Regions from separate parts of the Mus musculus genome. Here region 2 is linked to region 1. The links are chromatin contacts, called in public promoter capture Hi-C maps. All regions are on one chromosome and are shown on one strand. Each heading gives the region's core, a stretch centred on a gene start, on an enhancer-like site or on the middle of the called end of the contact. The rest is flanking DNA. Distances are from core to core; before and after follow the strand shown. Region 1 has its middle 41 kb from the start of Zdhhc19. Region 2 overlaps Fyttd1 (forty-two-three domain containing 1).

Evidence for each region. Capture Hi-C pulls out chosen DNA fragments and counts their contacts.
Region 2: a contact with region 1 is called in a promoter capture Hi-C map of adipose tissue. The contact joins two enhancer-like sites. A contact is called at or near these places in 1 of 115 datasets of contacts at active chromatin or transcription factors (memory CD8 T cells) and 1 of 9 other capture datasets (adipose tissue).

The regions. Positions count from the first base shown.
Region 1 is chr16:32,534,098-32,541,192 of GRCm38.p6, forward strand. No RefSeq gene overlaps it. Among named protein-coding and RNA genes, the nearest start is that of Zdhhc19, 41 kb to the left of the region's middle. Within about 2 kb of position 1,279, at least 25 of the 459 cell types and tissues checked have an H3K27ac peak or open chromatin away from gene starts, as enhancers often do. A contact at or near this core is called in adipose tissue, where this site is marked.
Region 2 is chr16:32,905,528-32,912,784 of GRCm38.p6, forward strand. Fyttd1 (forty-two-three domain containing 1) reads left to right here. Exons shown (of 9, transcript NM_027226.4): 9 at 5-3,436. The coding sequence ends at 103. Among named protein-coding and RNA genes, the nearest start is that of Lrch3, 4.9 kb to the right of the region's middle. Within about 2 kb of position 1,469, at least 7 of the 459 cell types and tissues checked have an H3K27ac peak or open chromatin away from gene starts, as enhancers often do. A contact at or near this core is called in adipose tissue, where this site is marked.

The sequences.
Region 1 (7,095 bases), core at 29-2,528:
GGTGCTAGCATGCATGCCACCCCGAGTCCGAGTCCTGAAAGCACTGAGCTTATATACAGTGCAGTTAGGGATTCTTTGAAAGCTTAGGGTGAAGGGGAGTAGAGGTTGGGTTACCATTTGGTGGGACCGAACTGAAGCTGGGAGGGGATTAAAAAGTGTCTTTTGTGGGGTTATTAGGAACTAATTTTTATGGCCGGCCATAACTGTCTGTGACCTCTGATTACCTTTTTTCTGTGATTCAAACATGGGCCCTTAATCTTCTTTGAGTTAGTTAGTTCTTTAAGGTCCCAAGGACAGGCACCTGTAGAGTTCCTTTTATCAGAGGGAGAGCTAGTTTTTGGTCAGCAGAGGCAGGGAGGCTGTCTCAAGCTAGCATCTAGCTCCTCGGGGTGTTTTCATTAAGGAGGTTTTATGGGCAGTGCCATTCTAATGCCAGGCTGGGTTCCCTTGGAGTGGACAGGGACAGGGAGGGAGCCCTGAGCTTGCTGCAGTGGGGATGCAGCGCAGAAAGCAGCTTGTGTACTGTGCTTGCCTTGGACAGGAGGGAAGATGAGAGCTTCTGCAGGGAGTGGGGGGTGGGGTGGGGTGGGGGAACACAGAGGCAAACCGTCTGCACACAATACTGAAGTCTCTTTGGTGAGGCTTCCAAGAAACAGGATAGATAACTGCAGAGATTCGGAGGCTACAACACTTGTCGCCCTCCACTGCACAAGACTTTACCTCTTCTCCATCTTCCTGTTTGCAGCAGCTGCTGAGATTTATTGCTTGCCTGATCGTCTACAAGCTTCCTTTTAAGTCTTCGTCTACATTTTTTAAATTAATTAACTTATTCCTAGGCAGTGTCTCACTATTTAGCCCAGCTGCTCTCAAACTCAGAGGTCCGCCTGCTTCTGCCTCTGCCTCTGCAAGGCTGGGATTAAAGGTGTGCACCACCGTGTCCAGCTCCAAATTCTTTTATAGAGATTAATAACCCCTAAAAAGTAATCATGGTTTCACCGATGATAGAACACACATTCACCACACAAACATACTTTAAAAGTACAACACATGCCACACGCAGCCTTTGTTGCACAGCACATGTATCACACACACACACACACACACACGTATGCCCCACCTCTCCTCTTGCCCGTTGGTTTTTATGCTCATCTGCTTAAGGGATAAGGAGCTGCAGAGTTAAAATCCTGCTTCCCTTCTGCCCACTTCCAACAGCTCAGACCAACCCAGAGTGCTCTTAATCTACATACACTTTCAGAGCAGAAGAGGTTGCCACAGCGACCTCCCTGTCCACAGGGAGCCTGTACCTTTTCCCCAGAGTGTCCAGATGGCCTGCCTGAGGGGACAGGCCACGGAGAGTATGAGAACAGAGCCCCTCTGGGATTCTCAGTTCCAAATTTGACCTCAGAGGCAGGGATCCCAGGCCACCAGAGGGCTATTTTTGGGATACTTGCCCTGGCCCCACCTCCTCTAGCAGGGCAGGGTTGGTCAGAGTACTTGGTATTTCTGGGGATCCTGTGCCTCTTCTCCTCAGGCTCACTCCTGAGACAACACTGTTTAGCTGTGGAACTAGTGACCTATGGAGTGTGACCTCAAACCTTCTCCAGAGGAGGACAGGAAACAAGAGCCGTCTTTCTCTAGGTCAGGGGCTCTTGTAGCTTTGCCACTGAGAAACCCCTAAAATCATGTGCAGGTCAAATAGAGATTGGGATGGGTGATGGCTTTTGCAGTAGGTAAGGCAGTGGCCTTTCTCCTGTGGGGAGCTTACTCTATGGGGGCCAACATCTTCCTGACAAGTGTCCAGGTTATATAACCAGAGTAACCCTGAGGTTGCAGGGAGCTGCCCCCAATATGTACCAGCAACTGGGATCCTAAATTACCCCCATGTGACTCTCTGGTCTCCTGACATGGCCCACAACAGTTCTAAAAGCTTTCCTGGCTTCCCCGCTTGCTGTCTTAGGGAGCCTTGCTGGACTCTCAAGGCAATGGAGTAGTAATTAAGGCTTTTTGCTGGGGTGTCAAAAATCTCTGCCACTTAGGAGGCCCAGTCCTCTGAGGAGGATCAAGCTGTGGTCTGCCAGCTCAGCACCTGTGGATCCGAGAGAGAGAGAGAGAGAGAGAGAGAGAGAGAGAGAGAGAGAGAGAGAAGGGGGCCCCACCTGCAAAGATACCAGAGTGAGTCTTTGAAAGGCAGTTTGGAAAGGATCTGAGGCACTAAGGAGTAATGCACAAGTGAGTATTTGCTGACCATACAGGGAACCCTGGGTTGGTCTCTAACAGCACAAGCACGCGCACACTTCAAGCTGAAACCTGCCCTGTGACCACGGCAAGTGGTTCAGCTAGGGGACCTAGCTTCCCTGTGGACATGATCAGTGAACTTCTGAGAATCCTGCAAACTGGTTCATCTGCAGTTAGCCAGAGACTTTCCTGTGTGGCTTCCCAGGATGGGGCTTTCCTCTAATGTTCCTTCGGTAGCACAAGAGATGCTTTATTTGGGGCACCTCTGGCACATCTCAACAAACATACTAAAACATGCTTGCAACCCCACTATATACATGTGTGTGTGTGTGTGTGTGTATACATATACATATATATGCTATAAACTTTTTAAAAGAATGTTGAGACAGTGGTTTAAGAAACTGCTAAGCTTTCTTTCTTTCTTTCTTTCTTTCTTTCTTTCGTTCTTTCTTTGTTTTTTTGTCAAATACAGTCTAACAGGAGTCAAACTGAAAAAGGAAACTTCAGCTGAGAAAATGTCCCCATCAGATTGTCTAGTAGGCAAAAGATAATTGAGTATTTTCTTGGAAAAAAAAAAACCCTCAATTAGTTGAAGACAAGGACCTTCAGCATTAGACTCACAGATTCCCAATTAAAGCATTAGAACCAGTTGCCAACACTCTTGTTCTTGCAGAGGACCTGAGTTCAATTCCCAGCACCAACATGGTGGCTCTGATAGAACCTAGTGGGGAAACCCCCACTCAACTCCCGATTCGGTGTGCACCCAAGAATCACGAACAGACTACCATCTTGATGTAATTACATGAGGACGTTTAATTACGGAGCTCCAGACCGACATGTATCCCACACAGGAGATAACGGATGTTGGCCACGAGGCTTGAAAGCTAGGGGTTTTTATGGGGTAAGGGGCTTAGGGATGTGGAATTCAGCACAGCGACACACTATTGGCTTATTCAAACATTAACAGAAAGAACATAGGGCATCAGGACTTTCTTCCTGTGGACTGGGGGGCTTATCTTTGTTCACATAGCAACCAGTTGATGTATGACTTTACCCGGCACCAAGGGGCAATAGACAGAGGGGAGATTCTTAGATAATATAGCCCTGCTGGTCCTTGTATCTTTACAGTCAAGATGTTCTTAGGAATGCCTTAACAACAGCCCTGCCCTGGCATGCCTGGGGGCTGTTCTGCTTTGTTCTTGGTCCCAGGCCGGGCTGTGGGCTCCTAAACTCACAAGTTACAATATTTTATCTTCCTTCAGCACAATCATCTGATCCCAGAGATCTGATGCCCTCTTCTGACGTCTGTGGTACAAGGTATACACATGGTGCATATACATACATCCAGGCAAAATATTCATATATTCAAAATAAAATAAAATAAAATAAAATAAAAAGATAAACAAACAAACAAACTGTTTATCAATAAATACTAATGAAGTTTTAATCAGCTCAGATTTTCTCAGTGGCCCTAGTGTATAGTTCAAATTCTTAGGTAATGAGGAAGGCCACGAAGAGTTTCTAAGTGTGATGCTATTTCCTAAATGCTAAGTGAATTAGTTTACAAGCCAGGTAGAAAATCATTAGTAACTGAGTATCAGGGCGTGGGAGAGATGTTTCCAGCACAGAAAAGCCCAAGCATGCTGGTATAGTACTAAGGCCTTTCTCCCTAACTCGTGAAGTGTTTTTTCCTCTTAAGAGTTGACTGGATAACCAAATTCCAACTGAAGGAGTTCCTAACAGGGACTGTAGCTCAAGAGCCCTAGCCATCAAGCACGAAGAAGGAATCTTAGAAGAGGGGCTGCTCTCCTAGAGGACCATCTGCCTCCAGCTTGAGACCTTGTTCCTCAAGAGTCCTAATTTTAGATCAAGCAAGGGCTTAATCTCTTCTTATATTTGTATCTGTAGCCCCTTTGTTCTGCTGCAGCCTTTAGCCTACTCACTGTGTTTACCTTACCTCTCCTTTTATCTTCTTTACTGGTGGGCCCCCTGGCCAGCAGAACTTTGTAGAGCTTACCCAGCAGGGTGGAACCATGGCCTCAGCAAGGTCCTGGGCTCTGCTGGGTCCTTCCTGCCCCTCAGGCTTTTGTAGGGTGGGGGAGTCCTTGATCTTGAATCCAAGCTGTGAGGGTCTGTGGGTGGCCCAGCTTCAAAGTGAGCCAACCCAGGAGGCTTCCTGGAAGCTGGACGGACTCCTCCGCAGAGCCTGTCTCTGAGGGTCATGTGAGGAGGAGCTGGGGTCCAGACCATCAACAAGGGAAGCATAAACTGTGCATGGCACATTGAGTGGTGTGATCTGTGAACAAACAGACAAACCAAATATTTGATGTTGGGGAATGGAGCATAAAAAAAATGTATTAAATGATTCCATTTAGGTAAAAGCACTCACATGCTGCTTTGAGTACATTTATGTGTAAATAAGGGGGCAGAAAGGTTTTTTTAAGGTCGAAGCCTGAACATCAAACCAACAGAGCAAATTAAAAATCAAAATGGAGTCAGGATAAAAGTCAAACCTAAGCTAAGTTATTATCCTACTCTTGGAGAAGTTAATATGAGAGTTCTCACAAAAATCTTTTTCACTTGGAATGAAAATGAAATGCCAGCCTTTAATTCCAGCCTTCAGGAGGTAGAGGTAGGTAATCTTAGGAATTTGAGTCTGGTCTACAGAGTGAGTTTCAGGACCACCAGTGTTAGCATTCCTTCTAGGCTCCGCCCCACGGTTACCTAGCAACAGTCAGGAAGCTTAACTCACTATAAAAGGGGCTCCTTGCCTCCTTTTCTCTCTCTTTCTTGCTCTCTTACCCTCTCTGTCTTTTCTCTCCCCAAACTCCCTTCCTCCTTCCCTTCCTCTCTCTCTCCCTCCCTCCCTCCCTCCCTCCCTCCCTCCCTCCCTCCCTCCCTCCCTCTTTCTCCCTCACCCTGCCTTTTTCTGTCTCTACTCCCTCCTCAACTCCCCTCCCCATGCCCTAAATAAACTCTTCCATATTATATCCGTGGCTGGTACCTGGGGCTGCGGGGAGAGGAGAAGGAGGGATGCCTTATCATGGCATCCTGCAGAGGTGCCCCCTTCCACCTCTACCAAACTATCCTGGTTCTCTCTCTCTCTCTCTCTCTCTCTCTTTCTTATAAAACACAATAGCCTACACAGAGAAACCCAGTCTCTAAATTCCCCCACCCCCTAAAACAAAACAAAACCCTGCACTGAACTGAAGAGTTCCCTGTTTCAATGGATATTGATTTTTGTTTTTAAAAATCTAAATAATTCTTAGAGCTTTGAGAAGGAGTAAGATGGGGTGGGGTGGGGTGGGGTGCTACTGCTTAGAGTGAAAGATGTAACTTTTTGCTTTTAAGTTATCTTCTAAGTAAACTAAGCACAGTAAAAATAGTGACAGGAGGGACTTACAAAGAATTATTGAGCTGATATTTCTCTCATTATATATCACAGACAGACAGACAGACAGACAGACAGACAGACAGACAGATAGATAGATAGATAGATAGATAGATAGATAGATAGATAGATAGATATAGCTTTTTTTTGAGACTGCCTTGAGTAACCAAGGCTAGGTTTCAAACTTGATGCATAGTTAGAGGACCGACAGCTCCAACCCTCTTACCCTCTCTCCCCACTTACATGCTGGGATCTCCAGCAGGAGCTGCCCTTTTTGCTGTTCTGTTCTTTTTGCTTGTTTGTTTGTTTTTGAGTCAGGGTCTCACTGTAGCTTTGGCTGGCCTGGAACTCAAAGATCTGCCTGCCTCTACCTCCCAAGGGCTGAAATTAGAGGTGAGATCCACCACACCCAGCAGTGTTTTGTTCTTTAAAGGCAATTTAGTGTCTGTAAAGAGTAGCTCTAAATAAAATCCACTGCCCAAACACATAGGAAAAAGAATGTTCTCAAAAGGCTGCCTTGAGTTTCCTAGGAGTGGATCCCACTAGGATGACAGCCTTGGCTCCTGGGAGAAGGGAAGCGGGAAGGTCTGTGTCCTGCATACTGTACCCAGGGACTGTGCTGGGTATAATGAGAATTCCCGTATTCCCCAAGCCAGCTTAATCATTTTACAGATGCTGGAAACAGGGAAGTTGGGGAACACTGAGAAGCAGACTGTCAGGGGTTGAGGATTCAGCTCAGTGGTAGAGTGGATATTCACAGTGCACAGGGGGATGAAGATTGCGAGTGCCTTGAAAATACATGCTAAGGTCCCGATCCTGCGTACCCACTCACTTGACTTTATTTAGGAACAAAAAGAACTCACACTGGAGTAGAGTGAACCCAAAACCCAAAATATAACACCCTTGTTAAAGAAAAAACAAAACAAAACTGAAAACAGATAACTGCATAGTGTACTTTCTATTGCTGAGGTAAACACTACAACCAAAAGCAACTTGGGGAAATAAAAAATGTATTTGATCTTATAGTTTATAGCTCATTGGGAAAGAACTCATGGCAGGGACCTGGAGGCAGGAGCTGATGCAGAGGCCACAGAGGATATTGTTTACTGACTTGCTCAGCCTGATTTTTTTTTCTTTGTTTTTGTCTTTGATTTTTTTGAGACAAGGTTTCTCTGTATAACCCTGGCTGTCCTGGAATTCACTCTGTAGACCAGGCTGGCCTCGAACTCAGAAATTTGTCTGCCTCTGCCTCCCAAGTGCTGGGATTAAAGGTGTGCGCCACCACCGCCCAGCCCAGCCTGATTTCTTATACTACCTAGGGCCACCTGCCTGGGGATGACATTGCCTACAGTGGGCCGGGCAATCCCGTATCCTTCATCAATCAAGGTAATTCTCCCATAGGCTTCTCTACAGACAATATGATGAGGGTAATTCTTCAAGCAAGGCTGCTTCTTCCCAGGTCTCTCTAG
Region 2 (7,257 bases), core at 219-2,718, 370 kb after region 1:
ATAGACAGGGATGACTTTGAATGAACGATTTGGGATACTGAAAGAGCAAAGAGCCAACCTCACGTTCAGCAAAGGAGGAAGCCGCTTTGTGACTGTGGGATAGATCCGTGTCCAAGGAACTTTAAGTGTTGACTGTTTGAAAAGTTGATTTGCTTGAAGAGTTCATCGGAGAAGTTCAAGAAACTTTCCTTCAGAATATTCACAAGCCTAAATAACTTTATTTTTGAAGGTTATTTTGTTTTGGTTTGGTTTTTTTAATGTATAAATAATGCCCTGAAAGAATAGCAGGGAATATACCTATCTGTTCTTAAAGATTTCATGGTTGGCCCATACAAAGCAATTCTCTGTTGACTTCTTTGACTCCTCCTGAAGCAGAAGGAAGACAGAAAGACAGACATTGATTATTTTTATGAGCGTGGGATTTAGGATCTCATCACTTTTATCCAGTTTTTAGGATTTGCCATGGTAAATCTTAAACTTGAGAAATAAGAGTACACCTCTGTGTTGTCACTTACCCATTTATGTATGTGTTGGCGTGACAAGGACAGCTGCCTTTCTGTCATTACTGGTGTTTTCTAAACTGTAGGAGAATTTTGGTTTTGACTTTTGAGGCTTATGGAAATATTTAGAACTTGGTTCATTTTTCAGTTATTGTTAGCTTAAACTCCCTAAGTTCTAAGAACTTAGTATTAAACTTTTAATAAAAAAAAAAATGTGGCTCTCAGGATTAGTCTCAGGCCAAAATGTGTTAGGGCTGTAAATGCTTATTTACAAAGTTATCTGCTAGGTCCTTGGAGGAGACGCCTGGTGTGGAACCTGATGGTCTGTGTTCAGTATAAATGGAGAAGACATGAAAGGCATTGGCCAACGGACAGATTGGACATGGGAACAATAAAGCCTGAGTCATAGCTCTGCCATCTGGGTTGACTTCTGTCCTGAGTCTAGTGTCTGTAGATTCTTCTATAAATGATGCTTACAAGAATTACAATTTTTAAAATGAGTTGAATCTTGGGTATTTTGACAATATACTTACTAGATATATAAAGTCCTATGTTTCATATTCAAAAGTTTTTTTTGTAAAGCTCTTAAACTCAGTAAGTTCAATAATTTATAACTCCCCAAACAAAAATCTACTTATATATGTCACAAAGGAGAGAAAAAAAAGTAAATTATAATGAAGTTACATTTAACTATACACACTCACTCCGTTTCTTCTATTGCTCAAAGTTCAGGCATTATAGGAAAAAGGGTTTTTTTGTTTTGTTTTGTTTTTTCTTACACTGGAGGACGGTCTGCTGTGCCGAGATAGTGCTGAGATTGCTCAGTCATAGGTCATAAATTACAATGAGATGCCAAAATGCAGCGGCGTGTCCCAGCTACAGATTATCAGTGCTGAGAGTGCTCACATGGTCATAGGTCATAAATTACAGTGAGATGCCAAAATGCAGCGGCGTGTCCCAGCTACAGATTACCAAGTGTGGTCATTTTGAAACCTGACCTTTTGTTTTGCTGTGATTTCAAGTTTGAGTGGGTGTTTAAGTCTCTGCTGTTGATTTCTCCTGTAAAGACAGAGCATTATACTCCTGCCCGCCTTCATTGTGTCCTAGACTTCATTGTCTTTGATGTTCTTCAAGTTCTTACTGGCTTGTGCTAGTTGTGGGAAAAACAGCAACAATGTCATGCTTATACCAAAGATCTAAATCTTTCCTCAGCATCTGTTAATCTGCCAGGACTTGGACTTGAGAGGGGTTTAGAGGCTAATCACAGAATTTGAAAGTAAGCTCCAGTTCTCCTTAGCTGTAATGCTTTTCATTGAGGCCAAGGACTCATAAAACATTTTTGCCAATATGAATATTTATATTTGGTTCAGAAACAAAACATTTTAGAGTGGTTTGCTGGTAGCTTATTTTAAAGCAAAGGAAAAACAATTGAGCATGAACACTATCTTTGGAACAATTTTTAAAATATGATATAAAAGTTTTTGTTTCTTGTTGTTTTAAATATTACTATACAGAGGTATTAGTAATTCCATTTTTGGAAAATCTTAAAAATCGCCCAAATGTTGACACTAAGTACATTGAAAAACAGTGTCTTTGGTATAGTAAATGTTTGTTCTTCATTCATCTGTAACTTAATATTTGTTCAAATTTTGCCTTTGATACAACTAAGTTAAAACTCTTGAGTGCTGACCTGTTGTATATACACAAAACAATCTGCTTTGTTGGAGAAAAATTCCCTCTCTTGGAATGTGATTGTAGTCATCCTTGTTCAGTTCTTGAAGCCCCCCCCCCCTTTTTTTTTAATTTTATTTAAACAGGGTGCAACGTAAAATTTCCTTTGCATCAAGGTGTATGCAGAACATTGATGCAGTGCATCACGACGTGAGCGTTTGTATTTAACGAGGAGGTGCTTTACACTGTACTTTTTGGTGTTTTTTGGAAAAGTTACATTAGATTTGTTCTGAAGCTGTTCATTTTTGACAAATAAAATGTAACAGGTTTCACATGAGTTATTCTGAGCTATAAAGATTGAGTTGTGGTTTTTTAGATTGTTGTGTGTTACAAAGCATCTTATAGTGGTTTTATATATGATTTCTGGGATTTGAAGTTGCTGATCAGCTAAATCTCCACTCTTGGTGTTCCTCTGACTTTTGACCATTTCATGCATGGGTGACCTGAGGTTCCAACATGAGGCCACCAAGGCGAATTAAAGATAGTCACATTGTTATAACGCAGAGCACAGAAGTAGATGAGCCTTTAGAGATGATCTGCGTCAGCCCCTCCTCTTACATCGTAGTTAAGTGACACCCGACATTTTCTAAGACGTACATGGAACATGGGTCATGTTTTGAGCCTCATGTCTTATAATTCTCAGTGGACAATAAACGACTTCACACATAGGCAGTAGTTTTGTGGTATTTAATGTGTCAGGTGTCTAAGAATTAGTAATATCCCTATATCAGCATTTGTGGTGTGCTCAGTAAATCTACTCTTCCAATAATTCCTATTTAATTACTTTGATATGGAAGTTACTGAAACTCATTACAAAAGGCCAATGTTTTCAGTATACACCGGGAAGATGATTGCTAATTCCAGACCCCATGTCGAAAAACTTACACACAGAGGAGAAAGACTGGTGGTCGAATCTGTCGTGTATTTTTAAATATACACTCACTTTTCACTATATTAATTATAATCAAATTATAAAGCATTTATGTTTAAGAAACATGGGTATAATTGTCAACATTTTAGTTTTGTTAGAGGTGCATATTAAATGTTACTGCCTGTAATGTAATTCATAAAATATATGCAATTTGGGGGTATGAAGAGATTAAAAAATTTACTTGTCATACAAAGAATTCCATATATTCCAAATGCAAGCAATATTAAAGCAAAAAAGAGCTTCCTCCTTTCTGAAGAGAAGGCCTCTTACATTGATTAAGCTTCCCATGAAGATGGTGGTTCTTTTTGGAGCTAGGGGCAGGTCTGGTGCTGGTGGTGCCTTTTTTTTTTTTCTCCCCCAAGACAGGGTTTCTCTGTGTAGCCCTGGCTGTCCTGGAACTCACTCTGTAGACCAGGCTGGCCTCGAACTCAGAAATCTGCCTGCCTCTGCCTTTGGGATTAAAGGCGTGTGCCACCACTGCCAGGCATGTGGTGGTGGTGCAATCAGTCTCTCTCCCCTGCCTCTCTCTCCATCTCTCCCTGATGTCCCCCTTCCTCTCCAGACTGAGTCACATTGCTATGCTTCAGCTTTCAGACTGCTGAGTTTATAGGAATGTGCCACAATACCTAGTTTTATCACTTTTCAAAGATTGGTTTATATATTTGTGTGTGTACCTGCATGTATGTATAGTCACTGTGTGTGCTGGTGCCCATGAAGGTCAGATGTGGGTGTTAAGTCCCCTAGACCTGGAGTTAGAGGTGCTGTGAGCAGCTTGATGTAAGTGGTGGCCATGGAACCTGTTTCCTCTTGAAGAGCAGTGAGCACTCTTAGCCAGCTCTCCAGCCCCTTCTACACTTTTCAAAGTGGATACGTAAGTAAACCCCAACCAAGCATTTATGAGAAGAGTTTTGGATACTGTAGACCACTAAAAGATGTAAAGATTTGCTTGGAAATTGTAGACTTCTAAATATTCTCAGATGAGATATACTATGTGGTGTGTGTGTGTGAAATACTAAAGATGAATAGGGAGCTATTTACCTAGTGTGCATATACGTGTATGGCTAGTAATATCTATTAACTCAATGAACAAAGGTGCTTACCACCAAGTCTGATGACCAAAATTTGATCCCCTGAATCAATGCAATGGGAGCAAAGAACAGACTCCAGAAAGCACTCTATCTTCTGACTTCCACATGTGCCCATGTGTGCACCCACACACACATTGAAGCGAAACTTGCTTTGGTACTGAATTAGTTAAGTTTTTGCCTATAAAATAAACAGGAAGAAGAGGAGTCTGACAATGCCTGAGACTGAAGAGCCTCTACTGCCCTTTTGTTCAGTCTCTTATTGCAGAACAGTAGTTGAATAAGGTGGTTTTCTATGTCCCTTGTGCTCAGTAACCTTTTAGTACTCTTTAGTTCTTCACTAAAGTTATGAACCCTTCACAATGACTGCATTGCTGATAACTTGTAGTATGGTACCGACTTTATGAAGATCGAGGAGCTGGGTTTGAGTGCATTCCTGTGATCTTAGCACTCAGGAAGCAGAGGCAGGAAAGGCAAGCTAGGAAGATAGTATGGGCTGCACAAATACTGTCTCAGACTTAAAAAAAGATGGAGGGAAGAAGGTGAGAATTTTACACATTTTGCATTTATTTCATAGTTGAAAACCCAACTCAAGTCTTCACACATCTCAAGAATTTCTCCTCGATCTGTCATTTTATGACAGGTTTTGAAAACTTTTTTTTAGACCAGTGTGTATGTTGTCTGAGTAAATAGGTTATGTACCATATGTGTGCCTGCTGCTTGCCAGGGTCACAGAGGGCATCACAAGCTCTGGAACTAGAGTTGTGAACCACCACGGGGGTGCAAGAAGTTCTAACCAGTGAGCCGACGGCAGCTCAGATTGAATTTTACTGCTACTTCATTTATGTATTTTATTGTATGAGTGCTCTGAAGGGGTAAATACCTGCATGACAAAGGAAGGCATCAGATCTCATTACAGATGGTTGTGGGCCACCTTGCCAGTGCTGGGAATTGAACTCAGGACAGCCAGTGCTCTTAATTGTTGAACCACTTATCTAGCCCTATCTAGAGATTTAATTTTATATAGTGTATGTATATGCATATGGTTTTACACATATATAATATATGTGGATAACATCTTACTGTATTGCTCACTGTTGTCTGATACAGGGTTTAAATTCCTCTGCTCAAATAATGCCCTGCCTTGAGTAGCTGGGAACACAGGCATATATCCAGTTTCATTCATTCTTTCATTCATTAGTTGCTTAGTTGAGACAGGACCTCACTAGCACTCAGAGACTGACTTAGCTCCCTGTACTTGCTCTAGTTTCCTGCACACTCCCCATCTTCAAATAAGTTTAAAATCATCTTTTCATATGTGTATGGTGTATGCCTGTGTGTGCTCAGAGGCCAGGTGAAGATGCCAAGGGTCCTGCTCCATCATTCTCTGAAGAGTCTCTCTCAAAACCTGGAGCCAGGCTGGCAGATAGCAGCCCTCAGTGATCTCCTGTGTTCCCTCTCCACAGCCTTAGAGTTACAGCACAGATGTGGCCACACCTGACTTTCTTAGCTGAGTGCTGGAGATTTGAACTCAGGTTTTCATGCTTATATAGCAAGGAACTCTACCCACTGAGCCATCTTCCCAGTCAGTCCTCCCCCCATTTTTAAAAGGCATTTTCTCACATAATAGTATGTGTAGCATCTTCATTTCTACCCCTATCCACATGCTCCCCCCTTTTAAAAAACTATTTAGTGTACATGAGTGCTCTGTTTTCATGCACACCAGAAGAGGGAATCAGATTCTATTACAGATGGCTGTGAGCTGCCATGTGGTTGCTGGAAATTGAACTCAGGACCTCTGGAAGAGCAGTTAGTGCTCTTAACCGCTGAACCATCTCTCCAGCCCACCACAAACCTCTTAATCAACTTATTTTGGCCTTCAGATATCTACAGACTTCATCCCGTGTTCTGAAAACCTCCAGTTTCCCCCTTACTTTTCTCTCTGTTGTTAATATATAACCTATCTACTTATCTTGATTCCCACACTTGCTTTTTGTTCATATGCTCAGGCCTCCCATATCTCCCTGGGATATGAGAGGTGTGTATAGCATCGAGTTTAATTCACTAATGGCTTCAAATCAAGTCAAACAGACTAGTTGCAGTTTACACATCTGGACAGTTCAGGACTAGGAATACCATGCTGAGATTGTAGTGGAGTGTTCATGTCAATAGGAAAAGAGGCCATATGGCTAAGAACTTGTGGGAATTGATGCAAATATAAAGTAATAGGACATTAGTGCTTTTGAAAAGGTACATCTGGCAATTCAGGTAAAATTATATAGTGTGCTTGTGGGTGTAATGTCTTGAGTGGGCACGGAGGGTAGGGAGTAGTCAGTTCTCCCCATTTACCACGGGCTCAGTGGATTGAACTTAGGTTGTTGAGTTTGTATGGTAAGATTTTTCCCCCATGACCATCTTGCCAGCCCAACTTAATCTTTTTTTTTTTTTTTTTTTTTTTTTTTTAAAGACAGGTATCCCTTTGTATCTAGGCTGGCCTGTATCATCCTGCCTCAACCTCTCAAGTACTAGGATTACAACATGCTCCTGGCTAGCTTAGTATCTTTCAAAGAATTAGAAATGTTCAGAAAGATCAGAAAATACATATATTGGGTATACATTACTTGACAAAGACTACCCATTACCATGAAGGGGCTCATTAGTAGACATTAATAATTTATTGTGGGACTTGTTGCAAAAGAAACTAGAATGTCAAATTGCTGAGAGCCAGACATGGCATCAACTATTACTTGTTTTGTGTTCTCAGGGGTTGGAAGGTCAAAGTCAGCTTGGGCAACATTGGGACTCTTATCTCAAACAAAACAAGACAAAAGGGCTGATAGAGCAGGTCTTGGAGCAACTGTTACTAATCAACTTTATTACTGAAACATTTTTACAATTTCTTGAACTCAGGAAAGTGCTTTTTGGGGGCTTCCCTGAAGTTGGGCTTTGAGTGATGAGCAGCTTCTCACACCTCATATTTTCTTTTGTGCTCTGTGATAGATTTTTCTCA